Linked DNA regions of Mus musculus: regions 1 and 3 are each linked to region 2. Evidence: chromatin contacts called from public HiChIP or PLAC-seq data. All regions are on one chromosome and are shown on one strand. The core of a region is the stretch at or near the end of the contact, and the rest is flanking DNA. Distances in the headings are between cores, read along the strand shown.

Region 1 (4,045 bases), core at 818-3,317, 460 kb before region 2:
TACTGGGAACATTTACATTTTTCCTCCGTCTAAACATTCGTGGTTGTCAGTGGGATTTTGATATGCTGACTCCTGCCTAACACAGCCCCCTTTTCTATGACCAGCACACTAACCAAAGGAAAATCACCTTCACTCACCATCACCTGGGTGACGATCACAAATTGGATTGCTGCTGCCACCTGGTGGCCTCAGGAGTATATAAGGCAGCTTTTCCCAGGAGCTTGCTATGAGCCAAGACCTTAATAAGAATCATTACAGAGAGCCTAGTGAGGACAAGAAGCCTCTATTTCTTTTCTGACCATCAAAATCTGAAGAGCAGCATACCTGCTGATTTGCATCCGCCATTACGTTGTAGATAAAGGCCAACACTGAACATATAAACTCGGCAAAGTCTGATTCCAAACTCCAGTGACTCATTCCTTATTTTCTCCACATGGCCTTGCTTTCCCTGAGGTTTCCGACACATATTCTATTCATCCTGACAGGGGCACTTCTGATGAAGTGATTCATCATAGCCGCCTCAAAACCCAAGCCCTTATTGGAGGACACACTTCTTCCAATAAGGCCACTTCTAATAGTGCCACTTCCCAGGTGCTAATTAGTGTTAACTACTTGGCATTAGACTAAGATAGCAAGCACCAGTGCCCTGGGTTCCTACATAAGGAAATAAAACCCATCCCAACACAAACCATCATATCCTAGGAGCAAAAGACTTACCGAACAATAGCTGCCAAGGAACACTGGCAGAATTCAAATATGGTCCTGCAGTAGCCATCCAATCTGTCACTGTAAAAACCTTCTCCCCTGGCCTTGGGCAGGAGCATCAGACCATCTGCAGTCTGGTGCTGCCCAGCTTGTGAACTCCTATTTGCCCAAACAAACTCTCTAATATTTTAATATGCCTCAGTTTACCTTTTAGCACAAATCAAGTTTAAGGTAATTTCTCCCCCTGTTTGCATTTCAGTTGACCTGTTTTTCTCTTTTTAATAGAGGAACTCTGTGTCCATGAAGCAAGCCACAGCATTCCCACAGGGGAATACACAAGCCCTTTGTACTGTTAAGGAAGCAAATGCTATAGCTGCTATTCAAAATCTTGTTCTTTGTGCCCAGTGTACCTGGCTGTTATTTCCTGGTGTTTGTACGTGCTTAGGACGACAAACTCCACCTTCCTTAGTGTATAGGACTAGATCTCTCCCTGTGGGAGTTGAGAAATCTACAATTAGAGGTGAAGTTTTAAAATGTGGGACTCAAATACTATAAGGACCTGAATCACCCAAAGAGCTTAAATATGTGGATACCATTTTTGATTGAGTAGGTCTAGAGAAGGCCTGGGAATGACTGCTTTATCGAAGGGCATAGCTGTTTCTAATGGGAGCTGTGTGACCACATTTGAAGGATCTGTTTAAAGCAAGAGGGTTTGCATATGAGAATGACCTGGGGGAACTTTGAGTACTATCCTGACTCCCTGGATCTGAGGCCACTCTAATGACCCAGGGAACAGGATTGAAAATGCAGTGATTTCAAACTTGGCTCCTTGTTCAAAGCATTTAGAAAGCATTAAAAGATACCCATACCCACACCACAGTCCTACAGACAATGCTGTACTTGGTCTGGGGTGGGAGTTGGGTGTTGATAGGGCACTGAGAGACATTAGTGCTACCCAGGCAATTCTAGAATGCAGCCAAGGTTGAGAAAATCTGGGCTAAGACCAGGCCTACTGATACCTCCAGAATGGAGTCAGATGAGGCTGACGGGTGGAAGGATGTAGGATGTGTTTATTGCTGGTGTCTTGAGTCTAATAGAGGTGAGAACGCTGAAGTAAAAATTATCTTCTCCCTTGTGAACTCCTATTTGTGCAAATAAGCTCTCTAATATTTTAATATGTCCTAGATTACCCTTTAGCACAGATATAATTTAATGTGACTTCTCTCCCTGTTTGCATTTTTTGCTTGCTTTGTTTTTCGTTTTGAATAGAGGAATTCTGTGCGCACACACGATACAAAGCACAAACATTCCCCACAAGGGAACATGCAGCTCACCCTTTGTACTCTTTAAAGGGGTTTCTTCTTGCATAATGAGCAGTCTGTGCTGCCCAGTCAGCGTTTCTAGAATAAGAGCCCTGGTTCTCTGTCACACGTACAAATGAAGACAATGACAAATGCGTTAGCGGTGGGAGAGGAACAAACCTGATTTCTGCCAGTTGCTCACAGGAAGGAGTTTCTCTGACCTGGCACAGAGGCTCCCCTGCCTGTGCAATTCAGCCCTGGGCCCTTCTCTGTGGCATTGCACACAAAGGCATCACTGTATCTTCATCGGCTTCCCGACTGAAGGCATCTTCTTCATCCCTCTGGACAATGATACTGTGGTAAGGATTTGACCAGAGAACCTAAACCAGCCTCACTGAGACTCCCTGTGAGGAGATTCCCCAGCCAAAGAACACTCTGCTTTTAGCTATGTGAATTGTGTCCCACAAACCCCAGCATGGGGGCTGGCAATGGTACCAGCCTCTAACTCAGACTTGCAGAAGAAGTTAACAGCTTGTTTTTGTTAACCACTCTTTCTAACGACCTCTCCTGATGGCAAACAGATTACTTTTGGTTTTTAACCTGATCGGGGTGTTAGAATGAGCACTGTTAACATTCACCGAATGTGCGTTTTGGCAACACACCAGCACAGGCCGTTTAATTTACAGCAATGTGGCTGCAGGCAAGTCAGCTAATGAGGGAGACTAAAGATTTAGAGTTAAATATTAAATTTATCTTAGTCTTTATTTCTTGCTGTTCCAACCAATAAAAAAATGCCTCTGGGGTGTTCTCTCCAGCTCGTGGTGCCTTGTGTGCAGTGAGAAAGACATTTAACTCTACATGACACAGTGACAATATTTGTTGCCTTTTTGTTTTAGTTTGGTGGTATAACCTCTGCTGGTTAGAAGTTCACAGCTTTGGTTGCTTAGCCTGGGTTTTTCTTTTTAGGATAATAGCTGGCTTTCTCTCTGAGGCATAGACAAGAAGCCAGGGCCCTGGATGAACAGAGCAGCAAGGATCCAGAGGCGGCTACTATGATAAGCATTTTTCATTCCGCAGGCTGGTGCTTATTAAATTCAAGTTCATGTGGAACTAGTGTGTCTCCATGGAATCATAAGAAGTGTTGATGGGGTGCTACCTCCCTTCTTACGCACTGAGCCACTAAAGCATCAAAATGCTAATATTCTGGTGGGACAACCCTGCATAAAGGTGTTCAATGAACTGAAGATAAAATACTCTCTTTCCATCTGTATCCTTCATGCTTCCCCCTGGCTCTGTTGACACAGCCATTCCCTGGAAACCTTCGGTTTGGGGTTGGCTTTTGTGTGTTTGCCATTGTGTGTGTCTCATGTACCTATGAGCTCTTTACCCACCTGCCTCCACTTCCCAAGTGCTAGCAACACGTGTTGGCACCCACCTCACCCAACCTTGACTTTTTGAACATCCTCAACCCTGACTGATAACATTCTCTCTTCTTTATTGCTCATGGCCCTTCATGGGCACCACAATATGCACATTCACAGATTCTGCCCTTTGCCTCTCTTCTTCTCATCCATCTTCTCTGTGTATTTTATAATGAGTATACATCTTTCCTGAACTTGGGAGCCCCAAAATCCATCTCAGCACATTGCTACGTTCTTGCTCAGCCTGGTGGCACCCACCTATAATCCCAGAATCTGGAAGACAGAAGTAAAGCTATAGCCTTGAAAACTCAGCCAAATTTATGTCAGTTTGCCAGTTCCTTTATTAGTAATGATGATCCTAGGTTCCAGCCCTTCTGTCTTTTTCCACTTTTCTGTGGCTTGTTTTTTCTCGTTTGGGCTAGTTCTATGACTTTGTGTGGTGGTAGTCCCTTTTCTATTTGTGTTCCATGAGCTTTTAAAATCTCATTCGGGATGAAGAAATGGCTCTGTGGGTAAAATGCTTGTCCCAAAACACCTGGTGATCTGAGTTTGAGTCACAGAACCCACTCTGAAATGCCAGGTGCAGCAGCATGCATCTGTGATCCCAGCACTCCTAAA
Region 2 (4,059 bases), core at 1,172-3,671:
TGCAGATAAGCCGTTAAATGTAGATACCATCTTTTCACATAGAAGGATAAAAATGTTGATAAGGTTTTCTGACTCATAACTGCAAAATAAAAACGATCTGGCTAAGAGGACAATTGAAAAATATAAGGAGAAACAAAAATCATTCGGTTACCATTCAAAATTGCTTTCTAAGAGATAATTCAAGAAAAATGGAAAATCGCCATACGCCATACCTCAGGTTTCCTTCTCAAGCGAAGTAAAGATGTGGGCTCACTTTCCAACACACTGATTTCCCTCAATTCTCTAAACCCAAAGTACTCTACTGTGAAAACAAGACAAGCAACACAGGGAGTAATGAAAGCCACAAATTGATGGGACCTGCCACAGCTCCCTCCCTGGTCCTTCCTGTGTACTTGAGAAAGAGTTGCCGGGGAGACTGCAGAGAGATGCTCTGCTCCTCTAGCCGTAGACCCTGTCCTCTTCCCCTTCCTCTTCTTCTGTTTCGGTCTTTCTAATTCTTCTCTATTCTGACCTAATCCTCACCTCCATTTCTAAGCCAAGATCAGCACACAGTGAGCAGCGTTGCACTTGAGTGTCAAAGCAAGGCTTCCCAAACACTCACTTGTGTCAGAATGACCAAGTCATCACTTCCCACTAGCACTTAGGAGTTGCAAATGTGTATAGGGGGAGGGAGATGAATTTTACACAACAACATTCTTCATGTCCTATACTCTGCATTTTAAATTGGTCTGTCTCTGACTTTTAGTGGGAGGCATATTCTTAATATGCATACTTAACAGGATCTAAAGGCCAATTAAAAGAAATTTGTTTCCAGATGTTGACAATATTTCATAAAGGATGCCTGTAAATTGAAAGCACAAATTAGAAAATATTGAACATAATTCATATTCAGGAAGAAAGAGGTTAGGAAAATATAAAGAATTGTTAGTAATCATAATTTTAATTAATTTAACAATCACTTAGTCATTTGTTACTTATGAAATATGATCAGTTGCTAAACTAGCTTGATCGTTAAGTAGGGAAGGAAAAAAAAAAACCTTCTCATTTGCTGTTCAATAGCTTTACCCTACTGGCAGAGAGTCTTTTCCAACTCAGACAGCAACTGGAGAAACTACAGGAGCAATCTACTAAAATGACCTATGAAGGGGATCCCATCCCTGCTCAAAGAGCACACCTCCTGGAAAGAGCTACCTTCCTGATCTACAACCTTTTCAAGAAGTAAGTGAATCACAAGGATTGTAGACCTCCTCAGCATGGAGCTGTGGGGGACCCTGGGGTGGAGGGACAGTAGAGAATATTGCCTCCAGAAAGCCATGATAGCACCCCAGAGAGTTCCATCTACATTTCCACTCTTTGCTTCTTAATCACCACCTCTTCTCCCAGCAGCTGACTCAGTTTTCCATAAGGTAATAACCCATACCCCCACCTCCCACGCAGTTTTCACAGTTTAACGAAGACTTCTTTCTTCTTGAGTATGTATCTACACTCAAAAAGGGTGGAAAGCACTTTGTGTAAGTTCACTGAAGAAAAAAATTCTAATACACACCCGAAGTCCCAATACTCAGTTAAAAGTGACATAAATTAAGTCTCTTTTTTGTTGTACAGGGTGAACATGGACCTGTATTGAGTCCATTGGAGCAAATAAGAATTACTACTCTTAGCTGAGCAGTGGTGGTGCATGTCTTTAATCCTGAAACTTGAGAGGCAGAGGCACAGAGGGGCAGAGGAGCAGAGGGGCAGAGGGGCAGAGGGGCAGAGGGGCAGAGGGGCAGAGGGGCAGAGGGGCAGAGGGGCAGAGGCAGCCTGATTTACAGAGTTCCAGGACAGCCATGGTTACACAGAGAAATCCTGTTTTGAAAAATAAAAGCAAAAGAAGAAAGAAAGAGGAAAGGAAGGAAGGAAGGGAGGGAGGGAGGGAGGGAGGGAGGGAGGGAGGGAGGGAGGAAGGAAAGAAGGAAAGAAGGAAAGAAGGAAAGAAGGAAAGGAAAAGAGAGAGAAAGAAGAAAAGAAAGAAAGAAAGAAAGAAAGAAAGAAAGAAAGAAGGAAAGAAAGAAGGAAAGAAAGAGAGAGGAAGGACGGGAGGAGAGAGAGATTACTAATTAGGAAAGATCTTCAGGCCTTTTTTTCTATCATTTATTTATAATAATCATCTGAGAAGTTGCTGTGGAGATTGGAGTGGAATGGGGATTTCAGCATCTCCTAGGTGTAAAATGTTTGGACTCTAAGAGAAAATAGTACCCTATTTCTCTAGGTTTGAGCTGTCAATATTTTTTAATGTTTTCACATGATATTTCCTTTTTATCTAGCTCATTTGTGGTCGAGCGACAGCCATGCATGCCAACGCACCCTCAGAGGCCGATGGTACTTAAAACCCTCATTCAGTTCACTGTAAAACTGAGGTAGGCAGAACACACTCTGTCCTTTTATGTCTGTGGCACTGTAGCCACTGCTAATTAAGGCGCCTTGCATGCAGCTGCTCCTCATAGAGCACCTGCTGGGAGCCCAGTGCTGAACTTTGGTAAATCCCTGCAGAAATGGTGTGATGAGAACTTGCTTGTCAAGAGCATGACAACGTGGGAAATTAATGAAGACATGAGGGATATTAGCATGAAAGTATGCAATCATAATACCAGGCACTCTGGGATTAATTGCTGAAAAGGTTAGTGTGGAAAAAGACTTGGAAAGACAGAAGGGAGGATTGCAGGAGAGCGAGCCTATAGAAGTAATGGCTTTGAGTCTGTTTTGGAAGAGTGGAGCAGGGAGAAACAGAATACAAAAGCCAGATGGGGGCAGGCGGTAGAAGGCTTTGAATAGACAGGAAATGCAGTAGCACATTCTTCGCTTGTGATTACCTGGTAAGTGGCTGAATGGGGTTCCCACAAAAACTTTGAACAGCGCAGCTTTCAGCATATCCTTGCAAGAGTGCCTTATTTAGAGACACGTGGGACCTGTAGAATTTTAGGTGGTTTCTTATATATTTGGTATTCTTGTATCAGAATCAAAACTTGGGTTTTCTCTAGGAAATTTAAGATCATGTTAGTGTTACTTTCAAAGATTTCTATCGTGCTTTAAACTCCATCCCAAAGCTGCAGAGTAGTCACCTCGGGAAGTCCGAGCAAATTAAAGAAGTCTGTTTATTCCACGGGAGGGAGCAACTGAAGGTTCTCTTGGCAGGATTATTGATCTCATAGTAGCGTTGGAACCCAATTGTTAAAGGGAAGGCGCTTTTCAATTTGCATTTCAAAACCCCTAATTAAATCTCTCAGTCAATTTCTTCATGTGAATTCTGAGTCCGAGATACAAGGACAGACACAGAGGGCTAGCCAGGTTCCTTTTAAAAATGTGGCTCTCAAAACTTGTTCATTCCCCATCTCAGTGCCTCTATAGAACCCAGGAGACAGTAACACTGAAAGTAGGGTGAGGAGTAATGGCTATCCATCCATGTAGATGAAAGGATGCTGAAAATACTTTAGGAGGAGAAGAGGCAGCAATAAGGATTGCCTAGCCAAACCTTCTGAACAGACGAGGTGCCTGAGTTGGTAGCACTTTGCACGTGTTTGAGATGCTGCCAGAGGATAGATCACTGTCCTGCTGTGGGCATCCTGTCTTCCTCTTCAGCTTGGATCCTCATCTTTCTTTTGTGAACTTTGTACCCACTATCTTGCTAGATCATGCAAGGCTTTCCCCCTACAACTTCTCTCTGCCAAAGCATTGTGCTCCCCTGTTTCATAGGGAAGGTAATATGGAGATTCTACGTTCCTCATTGTGGCCCTTTACTACAGTTCCTCATGTTGTGATGACCCCCCAACCATAACGTTATTTTGTTGCTACTTCCATAAGTGTAATTTTGCTGCTGTTATGAATTATAGTGTAAATATCTGATAAGTGACCCCAAAGGAATCCCAAGCCCACGGCTCTAGGCCCAATCGTCAGGAGTCTCTTCTGGAGCCAAATAAGAAGGAAGATGTAAAAGAAAAAATATTGTCCATATTCTGAGACCACCCTCTTCACCATCTACTACCAATCTTACACTTCATACACACTGCTCTGGAACCAACT
Region 3 (4,607 bases), core at 1,587-4,086, 430 kb before region 2:
CCTCATAAGACATTCTGATACTTCTCTGCTCAATGACATGTGCATGAACACCACACAGTCAATCTCCTAAGCAGTTGTTACCTCAAATAACCTCAGTGGCACTACTAAGATGGACTAGGAACAAGGCCTAGGGGAAGGCCCTGCCAGGATTGTGCAAGTGGGCTTTGGCAATAGAGCTTTGGCCTGTCTAGAACTAGGAATGACACTGGTTGCTAATAATAGCTATCACTTATTAAGTCCCACAGGCACCAACTGCTTTAGGCTTGAAATAGTGATGGTAGGTAGCATGCATTGGTTGTACGTATTATGTGCTACATACAAAATGCCCTAGATGCATTTCATACCTAACCCATTTCCTGGCTATTTAGGGGGTCAATACTTTAGCACAAGTTACATGAAGAGCCCCGAGGTAGCCCAGCCTTTAACACTAATACTCAGAAGGCAGGAGCAGGGGCTGCTTGAGATAGCTCAGCACGTAAGAGCACTGACTGCTCTACCGAAGGTCCTGAGTTCAAAATCCCACCAACCACCGGTAATGAGATCTGACGCCCTCTTCTGGTGTGTCTGAACAGCTACAGTGTACTTAATTGTAATAATAAATAAAGCTTTGGGCCAGAGGGAGCAGCGTTGACTGGAGCAAGCAGAGGTCCTAAAAAAATTCAATTCCCAACAACCACCCAACAACCACATGAAGGCTCAAAACCATCTCTAGCTACAGTGTACTCATATCCATAAAATAAATTAAATAAATCTTAAAATTATAAAATAAAATAAAAAAAGGTCTTAGAGGAGGAAGAGGAGGAGGCAGGGGCAGGGTTAGGGACAGGGGTATGGTAGGCAGAGCTTTCTGAGTTCCAGGCTAGCCTGGTGTACAGAGCAAGTTCCAGGACAGTCTCAGCTACTCAAGAAACCCTGTCTCAAAACAAAACAAAACAAAACAAACAAACAAAAAACTGAAATGCATGAAGAAACTTGTGTAGACAGATTAAAATTCCACTTTCATGCAGCAATAAACGCAGGTACTAGAACAAGATGTCTAGAAGCTAACCTCAACCAGCACATTCCATTTCCCTCTCTGAGCAGCCTGTTGAAATGCTTGTAACAACTCCACTTTCATATCCACTTCACAGGCGAAGAGGCTGAAGGACAGAGATAGTAGCAGCAGGGATCATCCTTTGGTCCATAGAAACCTTGTCTTTGGGTTAAAGAGACCTTGGTGGCTGTGTGCCCCTGGAGTACCTAGCCCTAGGAGGGAGTACTCAGCCCTCTTATCTGATAGCTCTTCCTTGTCTCCTTCCTGGGTTGTGGGTGGGACCCAGGAGGTCAACAGGATGGTAATAAAGTAACCCCTTCTAACATTTAGTGCTTTAATATACCATGTCTGCTGAAAATGCAATCTGGGGTTCTGGACTCCAAGGTTCCCTGGGCTAAAATCTCACATGTACTACCTAAAATCTACTGAATTTCAATTTTGCCTTTTTTGGTCATTTAGTAGATTCGTGTATCACTCACATGTCAAGGAACCCATGTCTGAACTCGCCAAGGCGTGTGGCTGACTGACAGCAAGCCTTCCTTCCCAGGTGTTTCAAAGGGCATTCTTGTGGGTAGCAGACTGTTTACAGACAGTTTTGCTTTGTTTTGTTTTTACCAGTGGCACAAAAGTTTTGTACAAATCTAGTACTTTTCATCTCTCAGTGAACTTTTTTCCAGTAACGTGAAGAAGACCCAAATCTTAATGACCATAAAATATATCGAAAGTGAAGCACATAAGGGTAGAATTCCTAAAGCCAAAAAGGTGAGGTGTTAAGCACCTTGAAATTTTAGACACCATTGAAGAAACTCAGCCCAAAGGGATCTGACAAATGTGAAGGTCAACCCGTAGCACCATAAATAAACTGACCTACAAAAATATCCCATATATGCCCTGCCTTTTTTTGTATTGTTAACAATATAAAACTTTCTTGTAAAATTCTTATTAGTCATAAATTCCCTTTGCTACCATGCTGACCTTATAGTTCAAAATGCTGGGTTTTTTCTCTCTTTTTTTTTTTTTCAGCCAACTTTGGATATGTTCTGAAGGTTTTTCTCTGAACTGTTTTCCCAGAGACTCCACTGGTTGACATTTGCATAGTCATTTGCATAATGTTATTCCTGATAAAGCGCTGGTTCTCTGAAGAAGAAAATTAGCAATTATTATTTTACCACTGAATGAATGATAGCACAGGATGTTAGAGACCAACCTCATTTAAAAACTTTTGAAAGAGGGCATAAAAATAATAATATGAAGACATGTAGGATTAAAAAAAATTACCATCCCATCACATGACACAGACTTCTCTGAGTGATTAAAGGTGTTCAGGGAAAAGAGGAGGAACCAGGTTGTCAGTTGCCAGCACGGAAAGAAACAGGCAAATTATCCCAAGCAAACCATTTAATGAGGGCTTTGTTAGCGTGGAGGGCTGCAATGCTGGATAGCAGCTGGCACTTAAGAGCCTCATTATTAAGGAAACATAATTTTGTCCATCTGCGAGCTCTGAAAAGGGGGGTAGTAATGGCTCACTCTAGCCCAGAGCCACACATGGCACTAATTACATTCTCCCATCAAGAGACACCAATACATCCATCTAGTCTACACACACCCATACGTGGGCCTATTTTTGTTTAGAGCTAAAAAAGGATTTTTATAATTTCACACCTTTTTTTAGATGACTCCAAGTCTTCAAATGCCCATTAAGAAAAACCTCCCCTGTTTCTGAGAATGAAGTGACCGGCTGCTCCTCCTCCCCAGGGTAAGGTGACAAGCCATCTTGACACATCATTAGCAGAGTGCTGCAGATGAGGGTGAGGAACAGGCCACCAGCAACAGCTGAGCCAGATTATCTCACACATCCAAAATATTAACAACCTCAGCCTTCCTGGTCGGTTGAAAGGCCAAAGGTTACCAACAATGGTTTACTTACAGGATAGAACTCTTTAACAAGAGGAACCTTGGGATGTATTTAAATTTTGTGTTACAACTGAGTTATGAAACATTTAGAAAGCGAAAAAGAAAAAAAATGTAATTTCACCCCCCAGAGATAAACAATAATATTCTAAAAGTGACCTCTTTTTATTCTATAGATTTTAAAATTTATTCTATGAGATATACTTGTTGAATATTTACCATTACATATATTACAAATCAGTTAATAACCTGACTTTTCTACACAATAATGTCCTGGTAATCCTTGTTCAATATTTGATACTCAAATTATTTTTTAATGCCTATTGAGTATTTCAGCTATAAGAATCTATCCCTAGCTTAACCAGTTCCCCACATTATACTTTTAGATTTTGGGGTCTTTGGCTATTTATGCAACTCTTCTAGTCATAAAAAAAAATCAAATAATCTTATTTGCATTACATTGACTTCTAGGATAAAGAATTTTCCAATGCGTCTCAATGAATTTGTGTTAATCATATGGTGTCTATAGATGTTTCACAAGTCCATACATATATAGAAAGAAGGTCTGTAGGAAGTGCTGGGTGAGGCCACAGGTGGGAAAGATTTAATTGTAGCACTAACCTGAAAAGGACATTCTGTGTATGGATACAGAGAACTAGATACTAACATTTCCTCAGATTTCAAAGCTACAGTGATTGCGGCCCTCTAAAAGGCAGGTATTGATATGGGATTAGTAGTTTGTATTTGTCTTATAAAACAGTCAAGAAAATGTTGTTTGCAAAGGGGGAAAAAATGGTTATCCCTGGAGATTCTCCTATGAAAGGAAATCAGTTAGACCCAGAAAGACAAGTGTCCTTGTATATGTGGAATCTAGGGAGGGAAAAAAAACGGTTGCAAGAAGGTCCTGAGAAGCAGTGCTGCTGCTGCTGAGCATGTGGCTTTTAAGCCTTTGGAACTGTTTTCTTTGAGGAGTTAGAAATGTGTATATAAACAAACTCAAAGACAAAAACCACATGATCATCTCGTTAGATGCTGAGAAAGCATTTGACAAAATCCAACATCCATTCATGATAAAAGTCTTGGAAAGATCAGGAATTCAAGGCCCATACCTAAACATGATAAAAGCAATCTACAGCAAACCAATAGCCAACATCAAAGTAAATGGTGAGAAGCTGGAAGCAATCCCACTAAAATCAGGGACTAGACAAGGCTGTCCACTCTCGCCCTACCTATTCAACATTGTACTTGAAGTCCTAGCCAGAGCAATTAGACAACAAAAGGAGATCAAGGGGATACAAATTGGAAAGGAAGAAGTCAAAATATCACTTTTTGCAGAAGATATGATAGTATATATAAGTGACCCTAAAAATTCCACCAGAGAACTCCTAAGCCTGATAAACAGCTTCAATGAAGTAGCTGGATATAAAATTAACTCAAACAAGTCAATGGCCTTTCTGTACACAAAGGATAAACAGGCTGAGAAAGAAATTAGGGAAACAACACCCTTCTCAATAGTCACAAATAATATAAAATACCTTGGCGTGACTCTAACTAAGGAAGTGAAAGATCTGTATGATAAGAACTTCAAGTCTCTAAAGAAAGAAATTAAAGAAGATCTCAGAAGATGGAAAGATCTCCCATGCACATGGATTGGCAGGATCAA

Evidence for each region. HiChIP or PLAC-seq counts read pairs in DNA pulled down with a chosen protein or histone mark.
Region 1: an H3K4me3 HiChIP or PLAC-seq map of embryonic basal ganglia shows a contact between it and region 2, with 5 times the contacts expected there. The contact joins two enhancer-like sites. A contact is called at or near these places in 2 of 484 Hi-C or Micro-C datasets (bone marrow-derived macrophages and double positive thymocytes) and 4 of 115 datasets of contacts at active chromatin or transcription factors (bone marrow-derived dendritic cells, embryonic basal ganglia and embryonic stem cells).
Region 3: an H3K4me3 HiChIP or PLAC-seq map of embryonic basal ganglia shows a contact between it and region 2, with 2.8 times the contacts expected there. The contact joins two enhancer-like sites. A contact is called at or near these places in 3 of 15 datasets of contacts at CTCF or cohesin (the NIH/3T3 cell line, hippocampal excitatory neurons and large pre-B cells), 46 of 484 Hi-C or Micro-C datasets (the 3T3-L1 cell line, 3T3-L1-derived adipocytes, B cells and 30 more) and 8 of 115 datasets of contacts at active chromatin or transcription factors (the HPC-7 cell line, PVALB interneurons, bone marrow-derived dendritic cells and 4 more).

What each region holds. Positions count from the first base shown.
Region 1 is chr1:51,615,519-51,619,563 of GRCm38.p6, forward strand. No RefSeq gene overlaps it. Among named protein-coding and RNA genes, the nearest start is that of Gm31636, 4.9 kb to the right of the region's middle. Within about 2 kb of position 2,068, at least 41 of the 459 cell types and tissues checked have an H3K27ac peak or open chromatin away from gene starts, as enhancers often do. A contact at or near this core is called in embryonic basal ganglia, where this site is marked.
Region 2 is chr1:52,077,435-52,081,493 of GRCm38.p6, forward strand. Stat4 (signal transducer and activator of transcription 4) reads left to right here. Exons shown (of 24, transcript NM_011487.5): 9 at 1,060-1,218; 10 at 2,307-2,399. Among named protein-coding and RNA genes, the nearest start is that of Gm31812, 34 kb to the right of the region's middle. Within about 2 kb of position 2,422, at least 30 of the 459 cell types and tissues checked have an H3K27ac peak or open chromatin away from gene starts, as enhancers often do. A contact at or near this core is called in embryonic basal ganglia, where this site is marked.
Region 3 is chr1:51,648,010-51,652,616 of GRCm38.p6, forward strand. No RefSeq gene overlaps it. Among named protein-coding and RNA genes, the nearest start is that of Gm31636, 28 kb to the left of the region's middle. Within about 2 kb of position 2,837, at least 43 of the 459 cell types and tissues checked have an H3K27ac peak or open chromatin away from gene starts, as enhancers often do. A contact at or near this core is called in embryonic basal ganglia, where this site is marked.